2 separate regions of the Mus musculus genome follow, and region 1 is linked to region 2. A link is a contact called in public promoter capture Hi-C data. All regions are on one chromosome and are shown on one strand. The core of a region is the stretch at or near the end of the contact, and the rest is flanking DNA. Distances in the headings are between cores, read along the strand shown. Region 1 has its middle 16 kb from the start of Gm26578. Region 2 holds the start of Rnf122 (ring finger protein 122).

What was found. Promoter capture Hi-C pulls out the DNA fragments that hold promoters and counts their contacts.
Region 1: a promoter capture Hi-C map of liver shows a contact between it and region 2, with 2.5 times the contacts expected there. The contact joins the enhancer-like site here to the promoter of Rnf122 in region 2. A contact is called at or near these places in 11 of 39 promoter capture datasets (the 3T3-L1 cell line, 3T3-L1-derived adipocytes, the C10 cell line and 7 more), 1 of 15 datasets of contacts at CTCF or cohesin (stem cell-derived epiblast-like cells), 23 of 484 Hi-C or Micro-C datasets (3T3-L1-derived adipocytes, the C2C12 cell line, the HPC-7 cell line and 13 more), 9 of 115 datasets of contacts at active chromatin or transcription factors (astrocytes, embryonic forebrain, embryonic limb bud and 5 more) and 1 of 9 other capture datasets (embryonic stem cells).

The regions. Positions count from the first base shown.
Region 1 is chr8:31,992,482-31,995,181 of GRCm38.p6, reverse strand. It overlaps a transcript of Nrg1 not described here. Among named protein-coding and RNA genes, the nearest start is that of Gm26578, 16 kb to the left of the region's middle. Within about 2 kb of position 1,346, at least 33 of the 459 cell types and tissues checked have an H3K27ac peak or open chromatin away from gene starts, as enhancers often do. A contact at or near this core is called in the C2C12 cell line, astrocytes, embryonic fibroblasts and 1 more, where this site is marked.
Region 2 is chr8:31,110,472-31,113,171 of GRCm38.p6, reverse strand. Rnf122 (ring finger protein 122) reads right to left here and starts at 1,345. Exons shown (of 6, transcript NM_001368375.1): 1 at 1,000-1,345. The coding sequence starts at 1,024.

The DNA of each region.
Region 1 (2,700 bases), core at 97-2,596, 880 kb before region 2:
ATGTAGGAGGGTTGAGCACAGAGTGAGCGGTGCCATCCTGGGCAGGTGGGACTGGACTGTGTGGGAACGCAGGCCAGTTAGCAGGGTTCCTCCATGGATTGTACTTAAGTTCCCGCCTTCTGGCTGACTTGGTGTTCCCTGATTGTGAACTGCAACCCATAAGGCAAATAAGCTCCTTCCTGCCCAAGTTGCTTTAGGTTATAGCTCTTTTACATCAATAGAAAAGGAAACGAATGCACTACTTTAACATGAAGTTCCTGTGGATGCCATCAGTCTTGAGGGTTAGTACTGGATGGTAACCTACACTGTCATCTGCTTGTGTTGTGATGGTGATGATGGTGATGGTGATGATGGTGATTTTTAGATAATGAAAATCTTTGTGTATAAGAACATAGATTCCAGAATTAGAACCCAGCTCTTTGGATTTCAGTACAGAGATTTTAATTATTATAATACTATGGCTTTAAAATCTAAGGTTAATTCTGGATATGAACTCACTGTCTAGTTCTTTGGGCATATTAGACTTTTAGAAAGAGGCATGGATCTCTGTGCTATTAAGCAACATCTTGGGAGACATCGCTGATATGATTTGACTTTAATACCAGCCCGTAAATTTAAGTCAACCACACCTTTGTATCTTCATGTTCCTTATTAAAGTTTCTTACACAGTACAGTGAGTTCCTTCTGAAAAGATGGCCATTAAGTCATAATGTCATAACATGGAAGATGATGGTATTAGGAGTGTACTTACGAATGGGGTTCCTCTGTGCTGTAAGTGTAAGCCGCCAGAATGCTCTGAAAGCCCTTCATGCAGGAGACCCTCAGATTGAGAAAGGGATGTCTGGGCAGGTGATGGCACATTGAGTCACCCTTGGGAATGTTAACTACTGATCAGCCTCTGATATATGTGCCATTTACTGCCAACATCCCAGTGGTCAGAGACCTTGTACTCTATTACTGGTTTTGTAAAGTAAACGTTCAGTTTTTACCGGGTGGATTTATTATTTATTTTAGGAGTTATGTTGTCGCTACTACCACTATCATCATCACCATCATTATCATCATTGGAAAAACTTAGTAAGGATTAGAGGTGCAATAAATTTTTGCTGTACTTATTGACTTCTGGTCACTTGTATTTGGCTAGCATACCAATAAAGAAGACTCGGCATATTGTAGGCTTTGCCTGGGCCTCAAATGGAATTTTCCCAAGGACTGGAGGGGATAAGTCTTCAGGTTGGGGCTTCACAGGAGCCTGGCACTCTGGGTTGGAGCCCAGGGAGGAGCTTTGCCTTGAGGATAATGCAGCTCCTTTGAGGCTAGTAGAGACACATAAGGTCTGCTGACTCATGCTCAGCCAGCTTCCTTAATGAGGGAATGAAACAGTGGCTGGAGCAGGACCGAAGAGTCCATTGGGAGTGCATCCAAGGAACCGAGAGGACAGCGACTGCTTTCCAAACTTGCGCAGGGTGAAAGCATTTCTGGGTCACACACAGGAAGTGCTTCTGGACCTGGGCTGATAGTACTAGAGGGTGAAAGCCTTGTCAGTGAGTGTGAGTGTGTGCATGTTCATGCATCTGTGTGTGTGTATGTGCACATGTGTGTGTGTGCATGTGTGTCTCTGTGTGTGTACATGCATCTATGTGTGTGTGAGACACAGAGAGACAAACAGACAGAGAGACAGAGACAGAGTGATAGAGACAGACATATGGAGAGAGACAGAAAGACAGAGACACAGATCTATAAACAAACTTCTCCTGGGTGGAAGAGGAGGGAGCCTTCGTCAAGGAGGCCCCTATGATGGCACAGATAGGCCACTGTTCTAGGCAGCCTCTCTCTAGAGGGAGACAGACTATGTTTCTGTGATTTTAGCCATCATTTACATATTTAGACACTGTTCCCTTCTCTAGTAACTAACAAGTAAAAATCTTAGATGTAGCAGACTCTGATTTTAGTAGGTCAGTGGTCTCTAGTCTCATGTGGTATGCTCCCGAGACATTACCAACTGGAGTCTTTGGTAGTCAGTATCTTTTGGGGATGCTAAAAAATTAGTTGAAAATGACTGCTTTAAAGATCTAGGCAAATAATAAATTGGTGCTATGGGGAAAACAATTTACCTCCCATGGAATAACTGTTGGTGTGTGATACAGTAATGAAGCGCAATTCAACTTAGGGACCACCTCGGTTATTGATGTATGTGAATAATTTAGAGAAAAATGGAAAATAAATATTGTTAATATATCATAAAGTGTATATACTATATGATCCAGAAGTCATTTTAGAGAAGTTCTCCATGGAAATTGGGTACTGCCTGTGAATTGTAGCTCCTCGGCTACCCTTAATTTACTAATTCTTTCCAGGCATGCTATAGAGATAGAGCTTTATGGAATGTATGCCCTGCTGAACCCTGAGAATACACTAAGATGGAAAAACTATAGCCCAGGAAGTACCCTTGATGAACTACATTTTAGTAGCAATTAGTTTTATAATGCTGGTACTAGAATCCAGCTCTAATATATAACAACTGTATGCTTTAACCAAGAGTTTCGTCCTAAGACCCAAGAAAGTAAGTATCTTGGATTTTGCCTGCCTTCCTTCCTTCCTTCCTTCCTTCCTTCCTTCCTTCCTTCCTTCCTTCCTTCCTTCCTTCCTTCCTTCCTTCCTTCCTCCCCCTCCATATATTTCCATTCCTCTTATTTTTAT
Region 2 (2,700 bases), core at 96-2,595:
TGCGGCCCAAACCCTGCTTTAAAACAAAAGACTCTTGAAATAATTAGTCCAAGATCATGCAGAAGTCTACTTAAGAATGGATTTTTCACAAGCAACCAGACTGCCATACCAAAAAACTTAAAAAAAAAAAAGTTAGCTTCTTTCCACCTCGCCAACTTGCCTAGAAAAAGTGATCAAGATTTTGGGTACTTCTGGGGGAAGGGTGGGTGGTATTAACATCGAAGACTTGGCTCAGAAAGATCCAACAGGTAGCCTAGACAGGAAATCCAGACCCGCTTTCTAACCTGTAACACCTGAGCTGCCCCAAAGCCTCAGATGAACTAATTTAGCATCATCACGCGGTGGGGTGTGGGAAGCGGTTGGTGGTGGGTGGCTGGCTGTGCTGGAAGGTACCGTCACCACCTAGGCTGAAAGCAGACCCCAGGGTCTGGCCTTATTGCCAGAAAGCAAAGCTTTTGCCAGGCCAGCCCTGAGCTGGGGGCCCAGCTTTCTTTCTGCAAGGCTTTATCTATTCAGTAAAGCGACGCTCTTTTAATCCAGCGTCTGGCCCCTAGGAGCCAGTGAAAACCAACAAAGAAAAAGAAAGTCACCCCGCGCCTTGTCCCGCACGCTGCACTGTATACATATTTAAAATAGCCTGCAAAGTTTCAGAACCGGAACTTGAGCTCCCTCTAGGAGATCCTAGCCCGAGCGCGGATTTAATTCTCCAACCACCACAACAAAGAACAGAGTTTGAGAGCGCACAAAGGCAGGCGAAGGGGTAGAAGAGATGGACCGCCATACAAAGGCCGGGAAGACTCGGCTCACACGCCCCTGGCCCTCCACTCGCTTCCAGACCCCCTTTATTCCCAACAAAGTGAATGGGATCTTTCTAACTGCGCGCTGTGCAGAGCCCAGCAGGGCGCCAGGACGCCTTCTGGGCCGTCCCAGACACCGGGAAACTCGGCTCAGGACCTGAACCTGCGCGGTCCCTGTTCTCCCACCGGTCCAGGGACTCACCGTTACACCACTGGAATGGGTGCATCAATGAAGTCAAGGTCGGCTTCCGGGAGCAAACCGAGGCAAGGTGTTGGAGCTGGAGGGGCTGTGCACTGAGACCGCCGGGATGGAGATGCAACTCCCGGAGGAGTGGAGTCAAGGGTTACAGAGAGGCCGGTTTGCAGAGCAACAAAGAGGGCAGAGGAGGAAGCAAAGTCTTTTCGGAGCGAAGCCCTACCGAGGGCCCGGGCCGGGAGGGCAGCCGAGAGAGCCGGGATGCCCGGCCGAGAAGGCAGTAGCCAGGACACGAAGCCGGGCTTGGGTCCCACTGCGCTGAGCAGTGCGCGCTGGGATTCCGAAAACTGACACCGCACGGCTCACACCCCCCTCCCTAGGACTGCTCCCTCCCGGGAGCCCGCCCCCTTTTCGTCACCTGCCCTCCGGCCAATGGGAGCCTTTCTCCTGCCCTGGGGTATTATTTACAAGCCAGTTTACCCTCTGGACAGGGGAGCTTTTTTCTGGGTAGATTCCTACCCCGCCTCCTAGCCAGACCTGGGGAGTCCCTAGCCTGCAGAACGGCGTGAGAGGCGACGCCTGCAGGGGGCGAAGATCGCCGCCTCCTAGGACCCGGGCGGGGAGGGCTATGGTGGTGGAATGACACGAGGATTAGTGCCACTTTTGTTTTCCGCCTACAGATCCGTGTCTGTCTCGAATTTCTATAGCTCTGTAGAAGGCAGTCCTGGGAGTTGGTTCCACTTGTCCTTCGCCTTTAGACCTGGTTATGCGTGGCAGCTAGCGCATTCCCAGACCCACCGCGAAAGGAGAGAACTGAGGCAAAGAGGGCAAAGCAGATGAAACTCAAAACTCCATCTTCAAAGGGCTATTGTTCTCACATCACTTCAGGACAGAGCCTTCTTTTACAAACAAGAATAAGGCCTAAAGCTGAAGGCCATACCGTGCCAGGATTCCAATCTCCTAGACTGTGGCGAAAACCCGGAAACTGGCTTTGTCAATGGCCGGGACAGGGGTCTTGCTTCGGTGTTGAATGGACAGGGGATGAAGGGGGGGGGGGATCTCAAATCTCCATGTAGTATTATTTATTTTGGATGACATTGCATAGTTTATTTTATATGTTTATTATTTTGCTAATGGAAAGCTATTTGGTCCTAACTGACCTCCAACTCCAGAGATCTGCCCTCCTCTGTCTCCAGGGTGCTAGGATGAAAGGCCTGTGCCACCATACTCAGGCTTGTTTATGTATGCTTTTGTTTATCTTTCCACTTAAAAGAAAGTATTACCATCAGTGCATAGAGTATCATTGAAAGTACCCCGGTGCAAGGCGCCACAGCCACGTTCAGAAGCAGTGTGTTGAGTAGACCCACAAATAAGCAAGCAAAACGGCCTGCTCTTCCTTTGTCAGGACTTATCATCCCACTATTGATTTGTTGGAACTGAGTCTCTGGCCCCTGAGCGAGCTAATGCATGCGAATGAATGTTTTGCCATTTCCAAGCACAGTCGTTAAAGTATCAAATATCCTGACCTGCATCTCAGGGCTGCTGGAACAAATGCAATCTTCTTATCTCTGGGGATGGTCGGATAGTCTCCAAATCCAGAAGGCCTTTGTGGACGGTGATTGTGGTGTTTGCATATACACCGTACTTCCCTTAACATCAAGTTGCATACCCCCCACCCCCCAATATTTGTGTAACTTAACAATATGG